3 separate regions of the Mus musculus genome follow, and all the other regions are linked to region 2. The links are chromatin contacts, called in public Hi-C and promoter capture Hi-C maps. All regions are on one chromosome and are shown on one strand. Each heading gives the region's core, a stretch centred on a gene start, on an enhancer-like site or on the middle of the called end of the contact. The rest is flanking DNA. Distances are from core to core; before and after follow the strand shown.

The links. A called contact is a pair of places that touch in the nucleus more often than the background predicts. Capture Hi-C pulls out chosen DNA fragments and counts their contacts.
Region 1: a promoter capture Hi-C map of liver shows a contact between it and region 2, with 5 times the contacts expected there. The contact joins the promoter of Gtf2h1 here to the promoter of Zdhhc13 in region 2. A contact is called at or near these places in 3 of 39 promoter capture datasets (cranial neural crest, liver and pre-B cells), 1 of 115 datasets of contacts at active chromatin or transcription factors (pro-B cells) and 1 of 9 other capture datasets (liver).
Region 3: a Hi-C map of B cells shows a contact between it and region 2, with 6 read pairs. The contact joins the promoter of Spty2d1 here to the promoter of Zdhhc13 in region 2. A contact is called at or near these places in 3 of 39 promoter capture datasets (the C10 cell line and embryonic stem cells), 1 of 484 Hi-C or Micro-C datasets (B cells), 3 of 115 datasets of contacts at active chromatin or transcription factors (embryonic stem cells, large pre-B cells and pro-B cells) and 1 of 9 other capture datasets (embryonic stem cells).

What each region holds. Positions count from the first base shown.
Region 1 is chr7:46,794,808-46,797,507 of GRCm38.p6, forward strand. It overlaps Gtf2h1 (general transcription factor II H, polypeptide 1), which reads left to right and starts at 1,287. Exons shown (of 15, transcript NM_008186.4): 1 at 1,287-1,481. It overlaps Hps5 (HPS5, biogenesis of lysosomal organelles complex 2 subunit 2), which reads right to left and starts at 1,074. Exons shown (of 23, transcript NM_001005247.2): 1 at 621-1,074.
Region 2 is chr7:48,787,565-48,790,264 of GRCm38.p6, forward strand. It overlaps Zdhhc13 (zinc finger, DHHC domain containing 13), which reads left to right and starts at 1,439. Exons shown (of 17, transcript NM_028031.3): 1 at 1,439-1,573. The coding sequence starts at 1,547.
Region 3 is chr7:47,007,159-47,009,858 of GRCm38.p6, forward strand. Spty2d1 (SPT2 chromatin protein domain containing 1) reads right to left here and starts at 1,256. Exons shown (of 6, transcript NM_175318.4): 1 at 917-1,256. The coding sequence starts at 976. It overlaps Gm32031 (predicted gene, 32031), which reads left to right and starts at 1,396. Exons shown (of 2, transcript NR_166573.1): 1 at 1,396-1,435; 2 at 1,566-1,850.

The sequences.
Region 1 (2,700 bases), core at 37-2,536, 2.0 Mb before region 2:
AAAGATAGGAGAGAACCAATTACAAAAAGCTGAGGTGTCAACCGGGCAGTGGTGGAGCACACCTTTAATTCCAGCACTTGGGAGGCAGAGACAGGCAGATTTCTGAGTTCCAGGCCAGTCAAGTATATAGAGTGAGTCCCAGGACAGCCGGGGCTACACAGAGAAACCCTGTCTCGAGAAAACAAAACAAAACAAAACAAAAAAACAGAAACAAAACAAACAAACAAAAAAAACAGAAACAAAACAAACAAACAAAAAAACTGCGGTGCCATGCCACCTTCTCCCCCAATAATAAATGAAAGTAGAATTTATGTGAGATCGAAACATCTTTCTCACTTCCCAAGATTATTTTTATAATTCAAGAGTGGTAGACAGTGATTGCTGCTCACAAAGCCAAAGCAAACCATGGTGTATCTAATCCCACAAGGTGCGTGGAAGGAAAGGCTCGAAAGACGCAAAGTAACAACGATTGAAGAAATTATGCAAAGGGGAGTTAATAGACTTTATTTCCACAATAGGAACTTCCTTATCCAATAATGATCAGGAAACTCTACCTCAGAAAACTTAACGACTCGCTCATGCTTGCATGCATTCATTCATTCAACGTTCTAAGTGCCTACCGTGTTCTAGGCCCTGGAGGCGCTGCTGGAGATGAAGGATGCGCAGCAGACCAAGTCCCTGACCACAAGGAGCTCCCGTCAATCACAGCTAACTTTTATGACTTTAAACCGCAGCTGTCACTCTGGAGAAGTCCAGGAAGCAGGTTTTCCAAGCCAGGTTCACAGAACCTCAGGCTGACTAGCGGGCCGAGTTCCGCCCCCCCCAGAGACCAGCGATCGCTTTCACCGAGCAGGCTCCACAGACACTCAACACCCCTTGACAGCGGAACCTGAACCTCACACACCCTGTCACCCCGCCCCCTCCCTGGCAACGTCATCCAGGGGCGCCAGGGACCGGAGGAAAGCGCTGTTAACGGCACTTCCTCGTCACGTGACGATCACGCCCCTCCCCGCGCGTGCTCCCTCCCCCTCCAGCCGCGGGTCGCGATTCCGCTCCCTGCGGCCTGCAGTCTGGGAGCCGCCTCGGGCCGACGACGCACCACGGAGCCGGACCGGATGCTCTCTAGGGAGAAAGGCGAGCCAAGCCGAATCCCCGAAACTCTCCGCCGCTCGAGACCGGAGGAGGAGAAGCGAAACAGGCGGGAATCGGTGGGGGAGGGCGGGAGCTAGCGGAAGGTGTCATGGCGGCCGCGGTGGTGGTCACGTGCTCCGGAGGCCCGCCCCGGCGTTTCCGGTCACGTGCCCTCAGCGCCCTCGCAGCCAGCGATGGAGGCGAGACCCCCCGGCAACAGAGGCGGTGGCGACGGCTGCGGCCGCAGGGGTTCAGCCTCCTCCGTGCAGCGGCTGTGAGAAGCGCGGCGGAGGCAGATCCGACGGGACGCGCTTCCCGCGCCCCAGACCAGAGACCGTAGCTCCCACCTGGTAAGTTGAGACCGAAGAATGGGGTTGGGCGGGCGTGGAGGGTCTGACAGGCCCCGGGGGCGCGGGGCCAGGCGGATCGAGCCCTTCGCTGTAGTCGTCTCCACGACACTACAGGCTGGCTGTGTGGTTTGCCTTTCTTCTCCCGGAATGGGAAGGAGGTGCCCTGACCCTTAATCTACTGCCCGAAGGCATTAGGTTCTTCCGCTGGGAGGGACTGGAAGGATCAGACTCACCTGAGAACGAAGGAAGTGAGGCTTCTCCGAGACACCGAGGCCCTTCCCGTTAGGGAGCCTGCCCGGGAGAGGCTTTCTTTTCCTGTTAAAGAAGTCCTCTAACCTTGGTGTCCTCGTGCCTTCTTGCTTCCACCTGTCATCCTGCTCTTCAAACTGTTATTAAAACTTGAGCCACGCACCCAGTTCTAGCTATGACCAGTTTGACAGTCATGTAGTGTAAAGTGAACCATCAATACATGGAAGTATGTGATTATTTTTATAAATTCTCCAGTGTTCTTAGAAACTAAATTCATGTGAAGTTGACCTCACATGTCTATTTTACCATCTGCAAAACAAGGGTGGGGAAAAGATGTTAAAACGTATGCCCAGGGCTACAGTGAAATGGCTCAACTGGTAAAGGTGCTTGCTGCCAAACCTGAGTTCCATCTCTGGGACCCACGTGGTGGAGGGAGAACCGATCTCCGGAAGTTGTGTCCTCAACGTATACACAGTTTAATTTGGGATTTTTGTTTGCTTGTTTTTGTTCTTCGTTGTTGGCTTTTGTTTGGTTGGTTTGGCTTTCTGTCTTTTGATGTTGTCCATTTAAAGACACCAGTTTAAAATATGGTAAAACAGGTTTCTGAGTTAGGAATGCAGCTTAAAGCTAAGAGTTCTTGCTAGGCACCTGTAAGATCCTGGGTTTCATTTCCAGAACTGGCAAAAAAAAAAAACAGGACTGTAGGTAGAGCCCAATGTAAATTGCTTGGTAAGCATGCAGGCCTGGGTACAGAAAACTGGCTTGAAGCACACTAAGGGCTTGGCTCCAATCAATATTCTCAATATCTAGCCTTGTGACTTCCTTTCCTTCCTCTCCTGACCCTCCATTTCCCACACAGGTTTTCTCTGTATAACAGCCCTGACTGGCCTTGAACTCACAGGGATCGATTGCCTCTGATTCTTGAATGGTAAGATTAAAGGTGTACACTACCACACCTAACCCTAGACTT
Region 2 (2,700 bases), core at 189-2,688:
GCTTCATCCTATGTTATCCAAACCACCTGCCTTTCCTCTTGCTCTGGAGGAAGTCACTTGCCCATCCTTCGATTTGTCACTCAGTTTGCTCTGCGTAGCATCATAAAAGTTGATGACACATTCGTACATCCACCCATCTAGTCACTGTAATTATGGTAAATAGTTTCTAGGTCTCGGTGCTGTTCTGGGCACTGGGAGTTCCTAGACAAACACAGTGTTTCCCATCTTCAGTGGGTGTAGGCTTTATGGGTAATCTATGGTGTGCCCAATAAGTAGGGCCACTGACCATAATAATACACTTATAATTTTACTGTTTCAGGGTAATATTTTTTCATGGGTAACCCAGCACTTTATTTCCAGACACTTATTTCATGGTTTCATAGAGTCACAATATTAATTCTGACTTAGCCTCTAAGGATCTAACCAAGCTGGGCTTGGTAACAGACACATCAAGGAATTATCACAAAGAACGGAGTTGAGTCCAGGCTCAGGAAAGCCCTATTGTTTTCTGGACACTGAGGTAGGAGAGAGCTCCCCACTGGTAAGAACCAAGAGTATTCTTGTTTCATAGCCCACCAATGTGTGCAAGACTTATATGCCCTCTCCTCCATGCAGTCTACCAAAAGGGACTGGAGAGGCTTATTCAGTTATATCTCCACCCTCCCTGTGGAACTCTCATATTTTCTGCTTTCTTTTTTGTTAAAACGTATTTTTGTTTCATTTATTAATTTACTTGTGTGTGGAGGTGGCATGGTGAACGAGCTGTGTGTGTGTGTGTGTGTGTGTGTGTGTGTGTGTGTGTGTGTGTGTGTAAGAATCAGTGGAAAGCATCAAGACTTTTCCCTTCCCACCATGATCCAGGAGAACAAACTCAGGTCGTAACACTTGTTGGCAAGTGCCTTTACCACCGCTCACATCTTCTGCTTTCTATGAGGAACCAGGCCCTGATGCTAAAAGTATCTTGCTCAAGAGCACATGACTGAAGAGCAGCAGTTAGGAACTCCCAATGCCTAGAACAGCTAACATCTGTGAGGTTGTCCATGAGGCAGGATGCTCTTCATCTGCCAAAACCCCTGCTGTGGGACTGTAAATACTTTTCCTCAGTTAATTTTCCAAACGCTTACATGAAGTTTGTTCTTGACTCACAGTTGAGAAGATTGAGGTGAGGGAGAGAACTCCACAAGGACAGCTAGCTTTGGGGTAGCCCACTCGGGGACGTTGGAATAACAACAGCCTGAACCTGCACCTGTAGAGCCTTCTGAGTGGGAACCCTAAGTGGTGCCAAGGGTGGGGCTGAAGGAAAGAACATAGCGGGGGCGGGGCAGGGGGCGGGGATGACCGGCAGTTCTCTAGAGGTGAGAAAGTCCCGCCCCCGTGAGAGAGAGATCGGGGATTGGCTTCTCGTGGCGGATTGACAGCCCTAGGATGCGCGCAGTTAGGAGGGCGGAGCGCGAGCCGGAAGTGGGCGAGAGGCGGCTGAGGCGTGCTTGGAGAGCCGCGGCCGCCACTTTGCGCTGGAGCCGCGGCCGAGCGGGCGCGGGTCGTGATGGAGGGCCCGGGCCTGGGCTCGCAGGTGAGCGCGGCTGGACGTGGGCGGCGGTGGGGACGTAAGCCGCGGCCAGGTGAGGCGGTTCCGCGAGGACAGCAGGATCTGGGCCTTGGCCACACTAAGAAAGATGCTGCTTGTCCTTTGCGGTGGCCGCAGAGCGAGGCCGGGCCCTCCTGTCGCCTCCATTCGGCGGCTGGGCGTCACGCACCGGTGCCTAAGTCGGCTGGAACCTGTAAGGTGTCAGGTGACACACCTCAGATAGCACAGCCAGCCTTAGACCTTAGCCTGGAGTCTGAGAGATTCTGTTGAGAAATTATCAGCCCTAGCGCCTAGGCTGCCGCCTTCTCTCCACCTTGTCTTAGCTCTTGTTGCTACCCACATCCTTCCTACTCCTTGAAAGCATCAAGGCTGTGGAGGCAGGAGGAAGGGCGCTCCGTGGTACCATCTGCAAAATCCCCAAGGATTCTATTCTGAGAAGGGCTAGATTAGTCCCAGAGGACAGAGGAGGCCAAAGGGGAAGCTATAAAAGCCAAGAGAACTAAGAATTTGTCCCTTTTGATTGTGACTACTCTAAAGACTTATAACTGGCATTGAATAGATTACAACTTAATATTTTCAGGCTTCTTCAATCCTAGCAAATGTTTAGCGTGTGCTACATGCATTTATGTGCACCTTTTTATCCCAGCTTCAAAGTTTTTAAGCAAAAGAAATCCCCATCTACAGGAGAGTAAACTGACACAGTCTCTAATTCAAGTTATGCTAGAAGTAGATTGATTTTTTTTTTTCAAGCAGTTTGAGGTTGTCACATTGCTTGGACTCTTTAAAAAAAAAAAAATTCCCCAATCCCAAGAGTGTTCTTCATAGCTCTCTATTTTTCTTCTTCAACCAGTTTGGTGTAGGTTTAAGTGGAAAATAACATGCTGAGGTGTTTTTATTGGGAGTTCTTGCATTTTAAAAGAAATGAAAAATGATGTGCAGGGAGCCTGAATTACTATGAAAGAACATAGACTCTTTACATGAAACAGTCTCTCATTATTTTTCTCAGGCTCAAACGTCAGTAAGAGTAGGCCTCATTTCTTAATTACTGTCACTCATTAATAAAAGCCTGTGAGAGCTTAGCTTTACTCCTCCATGCTAAGAGGGAAATAACC
Region 3 (2,700 bases), core at 6-2,505, 1.8 Mb before region 2:
TAAGTTGGACACTTCACAGATTAAATCTCGGGTATCACATTGCGATATATCGGTTTACAGCTGTTCTGTGGGTACCTTCTGGTGATCCAGAAATGAGTAGTTTATGCAAAACAGCTATAACCCCAGAAAGCAGATGTGGGACCACTTCAGTATTTACCTCTGAAAATACTATCAAACTCACACATTTACTGAGCAAACGGAACCTAAAAATCTGGAAGCCCACTAGGAAATGAAAGCTGAAAAAGGCTTTGCCCAATCCGTTCGCACAGGGAACCGATAGATCCAAGGGACATACGGCAAATAAAAGGTCTACCAGCACACCCGCAGCCCACATGATCACCTCACAGTTGGCTATGGATTTCCTGCAAAGCCCTGAACTCTTTCCAACAGAAGATACCTCCTTGGCAGGTGATACCATCTTTGGTTCAGTGGGTGGGGCCACGAACCGGAGAACGCTTTCAAGAAATCACAAAACGTTCACCTGGAAATCCGTATTCGACCCGCTAAAAGACCCAAAGGCTATCAGGACAAGTCCTTAAAGTTCTTAAAAGTCCCCGAGTTTCCTGACTATACTGGTCCTCAATTTAGGGGCTGAAGTTTATTCGACGCCAGGCGCTACTAATGCTACACAGTATTCAGTCAGGCGCGGCTTATCCCCCCCGACTTTGCGCAACTCTTAAAAACACCGAAAGCCGCAAAGCCTACTTTTCAGGGCACAGGAGCTGGCGAAAGCGACCCCAAGAAAGCGCTCCCTTTTCCATCCCCAGCTCCCGTGTACCCACACCTCCGCTAAAACTCCAGAAGAGGGCGTGCGTAGTTCAGGCTTTCCCGAGGCCGACAGACGCTCCCCGAGAAGTTCCACCCACCACACACGAACTTGACGCCCGGGTTTCCTACAGCAACCCCGGGGACTCACCGGTACGTGGTTGACACCTTGTCCTTTGGAAGCGATCAAGAGGATTTCCCTGAAGTCCATGTCTGGCCGAAGAGAAAAGCCCGGCTGGGCCGGGGACTCGGGACGCGGTGGATGCGAGTCTTGCCTCTCGCTGAGCCTAAGCGCTACTGACTGGCTTGCCTTGGTGGCCCTTCTCTCGCCGCCCCTCGACACCGACACTTCCGGCGCCTTCTAATGCCGTGTACCGCCCCCGCGCTGCCGCCGAATACGAAGTATGTGTGTGTATGTATACACACATACACACACACACTCACACACACACGCTCAGCGCCTCCGCAGCGCTCGCAAGTATTTGCGCAACTTCCGCTTTCGGAGATAAGACACGGAAAACGGGTACGTGGCCGTTGGCGTTGGCTCAAATGGGTGGGACTGAGGCTTTTACTAGCCAATCAGACGCAAAATGGCAGTTTAGGGGTGTGGCTAAAGGGGGCGGGGAGAGCGGTCAGCCCGAGGATCTTCGCGGCGAGAGAGGGTTTCAGTGTGAGATCCGGGGAGGGTGGGGTGGGAGGGGGGGGGGTGGAGAAGAAGAGAGACCCGACCCCCTTCTAGAGCTGGGCTCTGTAGGTGTCACGCGTGGATGTACAGATTCCAAATGACGGTATTCCAACAGCTGGTGCGACAGGTCTGGAGCAAGGGATCTCGGTTTCGTTTCGCTGGAGCCCCGAAGCTACGCATGCGCACAAGAATCCTGTCCCTGGGACGCCAGTTATCTCCTGGAGGCACCTGATGTTCTTTTAAAAACCTAGGGAAAGAGCGAAGACCTTCGTCACATGCCAAGCAGAACTTGACTCTGACGCACTGCAGAATATAGTGCATTCATTGGGAGTCTAGCCTGACTTTCTTTTGCGTTATCTTGAATTTGGTCATTTCGACTCAATAAAGTAGACGTGAATAACTAGGTATACCTGAGTCTGGGGGTGGGAATGGGCTACGGACCGGTTTGGTGTGATGGAAATACCCCTAAACTGGACTGTGGGGGTGGCTGCATTATTTACTATTTTTTGTACAGCTGAAAGGGTGAGTGTATACAATAGACCTTATTCTGTGATGATGTGAGCGCCTGTATTGGAATGGCTCCACTTCAGGCTGAGTAAAAGACCAAGATGAAGCCTGCCTTCCCCCTAGAATTTTAAATTTCCTTTCCTTTCCTTTCCTTTCCTTTCCTTTCCTTTCCTTTCCTTTCCTTTCCTTTCCTTTCCTAGACAAGGTTTGTCTGTGTAGCTCTGGCTGTACTGAAATTACTCTGTTGACTAGGCTAGCCTCACACTCACAGAGTTCCACCCGCCTCTGCTTCCCAAGTGCAAGGATTAAAGGCATGCACCATCACTGGCTGGCAGTGTAGAAATTTTTCTCTTCCTCAGCCTCAGATATCTTAAGAACCCGCCCCTAACTCAACATAATATTCCTTTTATAGATACTTTTTTTGTACTTATAGATGCTTTTTAATACATACGTATATACATTTTTGTGTGTGAGTGTTTTTGCCTGTATATTAGTAAGGGCTCCATAGAATACCAGAACTTAGTTGTGCACTACTAAACAGGGCATGTCTCTTCCATGTTAAATTAGCTCATCTGAGCTGCTGTAAATGTGTACCCATGAAACTGTCAGTAACTATATAGTAGTAATGAGCATGCGTATATGTGTGTGTGCGTGTGTGTGTGTGTGTGTGTGTGTGTGTGCGCGCGCACACGCATGCGTGTGTGTCAGAGAGAGAGAGAGAGAGAGAGAGAGAGAGAGAACAT